Linked DNA regions of Danio rerio: region 2 is linked to region 1. The links are chromatin contacts, called in public Micro-C maps. All regions are on one chromosome and are shown on one strand. Each heading gives the region's core, a stretch centred on a gene start, on an enhancer-like site or on the middle of the called end of the contact. The rest is flanking DNA. Distances are from core to core; before and after follow the strand shown. Region 1 overlaps nek3 (NIMA related kinase 3). Region 2 holds the start of LOC110437942 (E3 ubiquitin-protein ligase RNF14-like).

The links. Hi-C and Micro-C count contacts between places; a contact is called where the count stands out from the background.
Region 2: a contact with region 1 is called in a Micro-C map of caudal fin, with 19 times the contacts expected there. The contact joins the promoter of LOC110437942 here to the enhancer-like site in region 1. A contact is called at or near these places in 3 of 18 Hi-C or Micro-C datasets (caudal fin, hematopoietic stem cells and an unstated tissue).

Annotation. Positions count from the first base shown.
Region 1 is chr15:3,773,469-3,776,831 of GRCz12tu, reverse strand. nek3 (NIMA related kinase 3) reads right to left here. Exons shown (of 14, transcript XM_073924328.1): 12 at 2,056-2,137; 13 at 1,882-1,957. The coding sequence ends at 1,888. Among named protein-coding and RNA genes, the nearest start is that of nek3, 21 kb to the right of the region's middle. Within about 2 kb of position 1,896, at least 5 of the 62 cell types and tissues checked have an H3K27ac peak or open chromatin away from gene starts, as enhancers often do. A contact at or near this core is called in caudal fin, where this site is marked.
Region 2 is chr15:3,938,283-3,941,645 of GRCz12tu, reverse strand. LOC110437942 (E3 ubiquitin-protein ligase RNF14-like) reads right to left here and starts at 1,762. Exons shown (of 7, transcript XM_073924361.1): 1 at 1,681-1,762.

The sequences.
Region 1 (3,363 bases), core at 647-3,146:
TCAGTCAAAAAAAAAAAAGTCTAAATCTGTGTTAAATGCTGAGATTAAAGAACATGATTATTGCACATGTAAGCCTTAGGCTGGCCACAATACAAGGCCATTCTATCCATCCATGCATCCATCCATCCATCCATCTCTCTCTTTGTGTCTATCTATCTATCTATCTATCTATCTATCTATCTATCTATCTATCTATCTATCTATCTATCTATCTATCTATCTATCTATCTATCTATCTATCTATCTATCTATCTATCATTCTGTCTATTAATCCATTCATCCTAATCCTTCCATCCATCCATCCATCCATCAATCTAATAATCCATCCATCTCTCGGTCTACCCATCCATCCATCTTTCCTTTTGTCTATCTATCTATCTATCTATCTATCTATCTATCTATCTATCTATCTATCTATCTATCTATCTATCTATCTATCTATCTATCTATCTATCTATCTATCTATCTATCTATCTATCTATCTATCTATCTATCTATCAATCCATCCTTATTCTTCTATCCATCCATCCATCTTTCTGTCCATCCATTCTGTAAATCTAATCAATAATAAAAACAACACTGATAAAACAACATATTATAAAGATGACCTCTAAAACTATATATATATATATATATATATATATATATATATATATATATATATATATATATATATATATATATATATATGTATGTTTTATTTATTTGTAGGATGCCAATCTGTGTCATGGTTATTACAGAACAAATTACTCTAAGAAAAGTATCTGTGGGGAAAACGCAAGTCAGTCATTGAAAGAGTTTCTTTTGAAGATATGAAGATGATAAATCTGAACATTGCAACATCTCTTGATGAGGTTGTAGGCTGTGGTTATTTCCGCAGGGTGAGAATTTAATCTAACCTGCAAGCTCCTGAATTTCCCTGCAACAGTTTTATCTGTATATTCTGTGTTCCACCTAGTGGCGAGAAAAAGAGACACACTTTCTCCACAATCAGCATTACAAATATATATTATATATCAAAATACTAAGTGTCCCTTTACGTTCTTTATACTTCAAAACACTAGAATTAACCCATAAGTCAGCAAGAAGTTCTTAAGCATTTAAAATATGACAATTTTAATTTTTTAAATAAGCAGTTGAATATTTACTCAAACATTCATTCATTCATTTCCTTCAGCTTAGTCTTAATTTCAGAGGTTGCCACAGCAGAATGAACCGTTAACTATTCCAGCATATGTTTTACACAGAAGATGCCCTTCTAGCCGCAACCCAGTGCTGGGAAACACCCATACACACTCATTCACACACATGCTCATCCACTATGGACAATTTAGTTTATTCAATACGCTTAAAGCGCATGTCATGTTGGCGTGGGTTTCTTCTATGTCCTCTGGTTTCCCCCACAGCCCAAACACATGCGCTATAGGTGAACTGACAAAATGAAAGCTAAACTGTGCTTAGTGTATGTGCGTGAATATGTTTTGTTTTGACTTGAAGTCAAATGTTACCCGCACATGTTTTCAACAGGTGACATTAATACAGCGTGCTTTTTTATTGTTTATTTAGTGACTCAACTTATCCGGCTTTAACATGCCATAGTCAAATACACTTTTCCAGAGTCTGACTTTGATTGATTTTTGTTAATAAACAAAGAAGTGCTGCCATGGACACCCTCACTATTACACATTACAAATGAGTTGCAGCAGTGTTGTGTAAAAACAGCACACGTTTGATCACACGTGAAGGGTTTACGTGAAAGTCAATACTTTTCAAGAACAATCCGAAATCACTCTGTTGTTACATTTTTATGATTTATTAAGAGTATTAGAAAGAGACTGATCAAACAGAAATAAAGTGGTGCGTACACATTTAATAACTCACATTATATTAGTCATGCTCATCAAGCGCTTTCTCTAGGTGGTTGATCCAGTCATGCGGACAATCCTCTTCAAAATCCCTGCAGTCAGGAAAGTAATGTGAGGATTCTGGGATATAATGGACTGGGTGGAGGTAAGAGACACAATTACTGGCAGAGAGAAAACAGCAGAAACTCACGTGTCTTCATCATCTGAACGCGGATCCAGTCTGCTGTAGTCTGGGATCATCTTTTCAGATCCGTCAACTCTATCTACATCACCTGAACACAAAACAGCCGGGTATGAGATAGATAGATGGATGAATGGATGGACGGAAGGTCAGCTCAGATAGATGGATGAACGGATGGACAGATATATAGATAGACAGTCAGCATTGATAGATAGATAGATAGATAGATAGATAGATAGATAGATAGATAGATAGATAGATAGATAGATAGATAGATAGATAGATAGGTAGATAGATAGATGAATATACAGTATATATATATATATATATATATATATATATATATATATATATATATATATATATATATTAGGGATGTAACGGTATCAGAATTTCACGTCTGCATCAATCTGAACAGTGTGCTGACAACACCGCTATTCAGTACGCGCGCGACAACACTGCTGATAAGAACTCGCGCGACAACACCGCTATTCAGTACACGCGCGACAACACAGCTGATAAGAACTCGCGTGACAACACCGCTATTCAGTACGCGCGCGGCAACAACACCCGCTTTAGAGTTTTCCAGCTCTTTTTCATCCCCGCTTCTAGCAGCACACTCCATTTCCGCATTACTGGATCTGTAGCGACAACAGACCACAAGGGATGATGGTCAAGCATGGGCTGATGGGAATTGTAGTTTTCGCTACCTCTCGTTCGCTTCATTCGCCTGAGCAAATTTTCTCAGAAGACCTATAGTTTTACCGAGTCATTCGACTACGGTAATATCGAAAAAAATTAATATTGCGGTATGACGGTATTTACAATACCGTTACATCCCCAATATATATATATATATATATATATATATATATATATATATATATATATACATACAGTATATATATATATATATATACAGTATATATATATATATATATATATATATATATATATATATATATATATATATATATATATATATGCATATATTTAACTATAATATAAAATATAACAATATATTTAATAATATCAATTAAAAAAATAAAATTAAAACCACACAGACGGGTTCAAAGGTCCTGAATTATTTACTTCAGTTATTCTTTACAACTGCAGAGTATTTAGCCCTTTTCTTCAGTAAAGGAACCTGACAGGACTACAGGAGATGGCAAAAACACTGCTGCTGCTTTGAATTAGACGTTCAACGCTTTGTGTTAGCCTTTTTAATTTAATAAGTTTGTATTTTTGGAGCTTTGGTGCATTTGATGAACAGTCTGAATATAACCAGATTCCAATCGTAAAAATTTATAGGTTTTA
Region 2 (3,363 bases), core at 513-3,012, 160 kb before region 1:
TATATATATATATATATATATATATATATATATATATATATATATATATATATATTATTTTTTTAAGTTTATATATATATATATATATATATATATATATATATATATATATATATATATATAGTTAAAATATATATTTACCGTTTTACCAAGTGTATATAACTACTGTAAGAAAATATCAGCATTTGGTACATACTTCCATTATTATTTTTACTTGAAATGACCCGATCTAATCCTGTTTATATGAAATGAGCCTGCTCCCGACCAGGTTTGAGCTACCAGAACTATTGCTATAACAACAACTCTCAGATGAGTTTTGAAGAACTAAACGATCCTGGATCATGTCAAATCGTCAACCTCCAAATCCAGCTAACTGAGTAATCTACATACAAAGAACGGACCCCAGTGTCATTAACAGTGTTTTATTTACAACTGCAAACACAATTGACCAATCACAACAGACTGGGTCATCAGATCAATCACTGCAGATTATCGTCACACAAAGGAGTGGTTTTGAATAAAATGAATCTCTAAACAAATCATTCAGGAGTCATTAAGATAAAAAATATGGGATATGGGAGTCCTTTGTTTAGGTAAAAATAAATCTATATAAGACACTAAAAGTGTTTTTTTGATTTTGCATGCATATCAGCCTGTTGTTACAGACCCCTAAAACCAAAGTATGACCTTTTATAATGCATAAAAGGACTCTTTAACACATCTGTTTGGGAGATTCAAGTAAGATCTTGATTAGCTTATTCAGGTGTGTTAAACATAGGACATAGTGTAGCTCCTCCCCCTTTTAAAAACAGCCAATAGCATTTTGCTTTTCCCCCGCTCTACCAAGTGAGAGTGGTTGAGCTCAAGTGCGAATGAAGAACAAATGAGAAGTAATTTTGTCACTGTTTTGGAGCACACTAGCTTATAGACATATTTAAAACTAACAATACTGACAATAACAAAAAATCTTTATTTTAATTTTATGAGACCTTTAGGAGGAATTGACGAACTCCTCTGTAAACTATTATTATGTAAATATCACACTGAGAAACAATAAGAATGTGAAAGTGATGTTTTAACTATTGTGTATAAGTTTGTAATTAGTGCCGCGCCGACGTTTTACAAAAATGGACATAACTTTTAGACGGTCCCTTACACAGTCAGCTTCCGCATCCGAACTACTGATGGGAATCATTTACCTCAACCAACTCTTTCGACTCCCGAACGGCTCTTAGTTTACTTCTGCCTTTTATAATTCAGCCTGGTTAAATATCAAATGTTTGCTACTGATATAAAGTAGTGTACAAGCATCAAACGCAAGCGAATCATCTTCTCTTGACTCTCACCACTTCACTTAAAGGAGTCGGTTCGTAGAGCCGATTCTTTCATGAATCAACAATTCGGTGCCACATTAAAAATCCGGACAATGACTCGTATTAACATGCTCTTATATTATACACAATAATATACAGTTGTTTAATATTATTTGAACTAACTGTAATATTTAGTTGAAATCTAAAACAACCCAGGAAATAGGTTATCCAGACTACTTACAGTAGTTGTCAAAATAAACTAGGCTACAAGACAAATTAAAGTTCTGTCAAACATTGGTTCACTCCTTTTACACACTTATTATTTATTCTGAATAGGTCAAGAAGAGTAAATAAAGCTCTATGCTACCTGGTTTCTCCTTGCTTTAGCAGGTACAGCTTCACTTGCTACAGCAGGTGGAGTAATACCGTCACTACTGGCTGTAAAGCGATGACGTAAAGGCAAAATAAATAAATAAATAAAAAGACATGCATAGAAACGTTAGTTGTAGTAGACATGTTTATTTGGTTGACTTAGACTTTAAATTAGAATTTCCAGTTTGAAATGCAGGCTATGTGTGTTTGTTTAGGGAATGGGGACAGTTGCAACCTTAGGGAATATGGGGCAGTTGTGACAATTATTCCTCCGTTCAGGAATGAGCTACGGTGGTGATATTCATACTACTTATTCTCAGTTAGGGCAGCACGGTGGTACAGTGGGTAGCGTTTTCATCTCACAGCAAGAAGGTTGCTGGTTCGAGCGTCGGCTGGGTCACACAGCTATATTACACATCAATGAACTAAAGTTAAAAATGTGATAGTGGACCACCCCTTTAAAGGCACACTGTGTAATTTACGCCACTAGTGGGCAGATGATTGTGTGCGAAAAAACAGTGAAACTTAAAATAAACAAATAAAAAAAAAAAACACATGTTAATCCACTTTAATTTAAAATATATTTTTGCTCTTTAAAACTGCACAAATGTTACATTAACATGAAAAAAACCCCACAAAAACAATATATAAAAACTATTAACCCGAATAAATGTGATGAAACATGCCACATGTAGATAAAATATACTGTTGGAACTCATTTATTAAACAGGTCTGGTTTGTGTTTCTTTTTTTAGTTGAGTCACTTATTTTTTATTTATTTTGTTACAAAATATCTTGAATCGTATGTTTGATCAGTGAGGCAGTGAACACTCTTTTTTATTGATCAAACATGGGGTGTACAGAGTTATACATAAAACAGTATACGATGGAATTAACAACAAAAATTAATCGTGTACATTAAGTATTTTTTCCAGTAGTTGAGATGTCTTAATAGCTTTGGTATTACTTTGTATAGCAGTGAGGGAATCATAAAAAAGTTTTAGATCAATGAAAAATAGTTTACAATTTGGTAGTCAGCATACATTTTGTTTTGTGGATGTGATACTTTCCGAATAAAATAAGAATTTTAGTTATTTTGTCCATTTCCAGTAATCCAGAGTTGCAATCCATAAATAAAACCATTAGCTCAGTTATACTGATAAATTTATAAAACACTTTAAAAAGTAGTGAGGAAACTTGGGACCAAAACCGTTTTGTGTAACTGCAACTGAAAAATAAATGAAGAATTGTTTCCGGTTCCATTGTACAAAAAACAGCACAAGGGTGAAAAACCTTCCTTAAACTTACTTATAAAATCATTGCAGGGATAATATCTATGGAATATTTTAAAATTAGTTTCTTTTACTTTATTAGGAATTATGTATTTTGTAATATCTGACCAGATTTTTTGGGAGAAAATAAAGGGAATGCTTGTTTCCATTTAACCAATTGGAGGAGCACTTTTATCTGCAGTTGGGATATTCCTGATAAAATTGTTATTACATTTTTATCCTTGATAGAAAGCCCCTTAATAGTAAGCTCTGGGTGAGGGCCAGATACATGGTTATATATTTTTGCGGTTTTAATAAGGTGAAGTAATTTTGGGGAGATTCAATAAACAATTTTTTTTTGTGCTCAATCAAAGTAATTTTTAAACCAAAAGTATCATGCCCGTAGC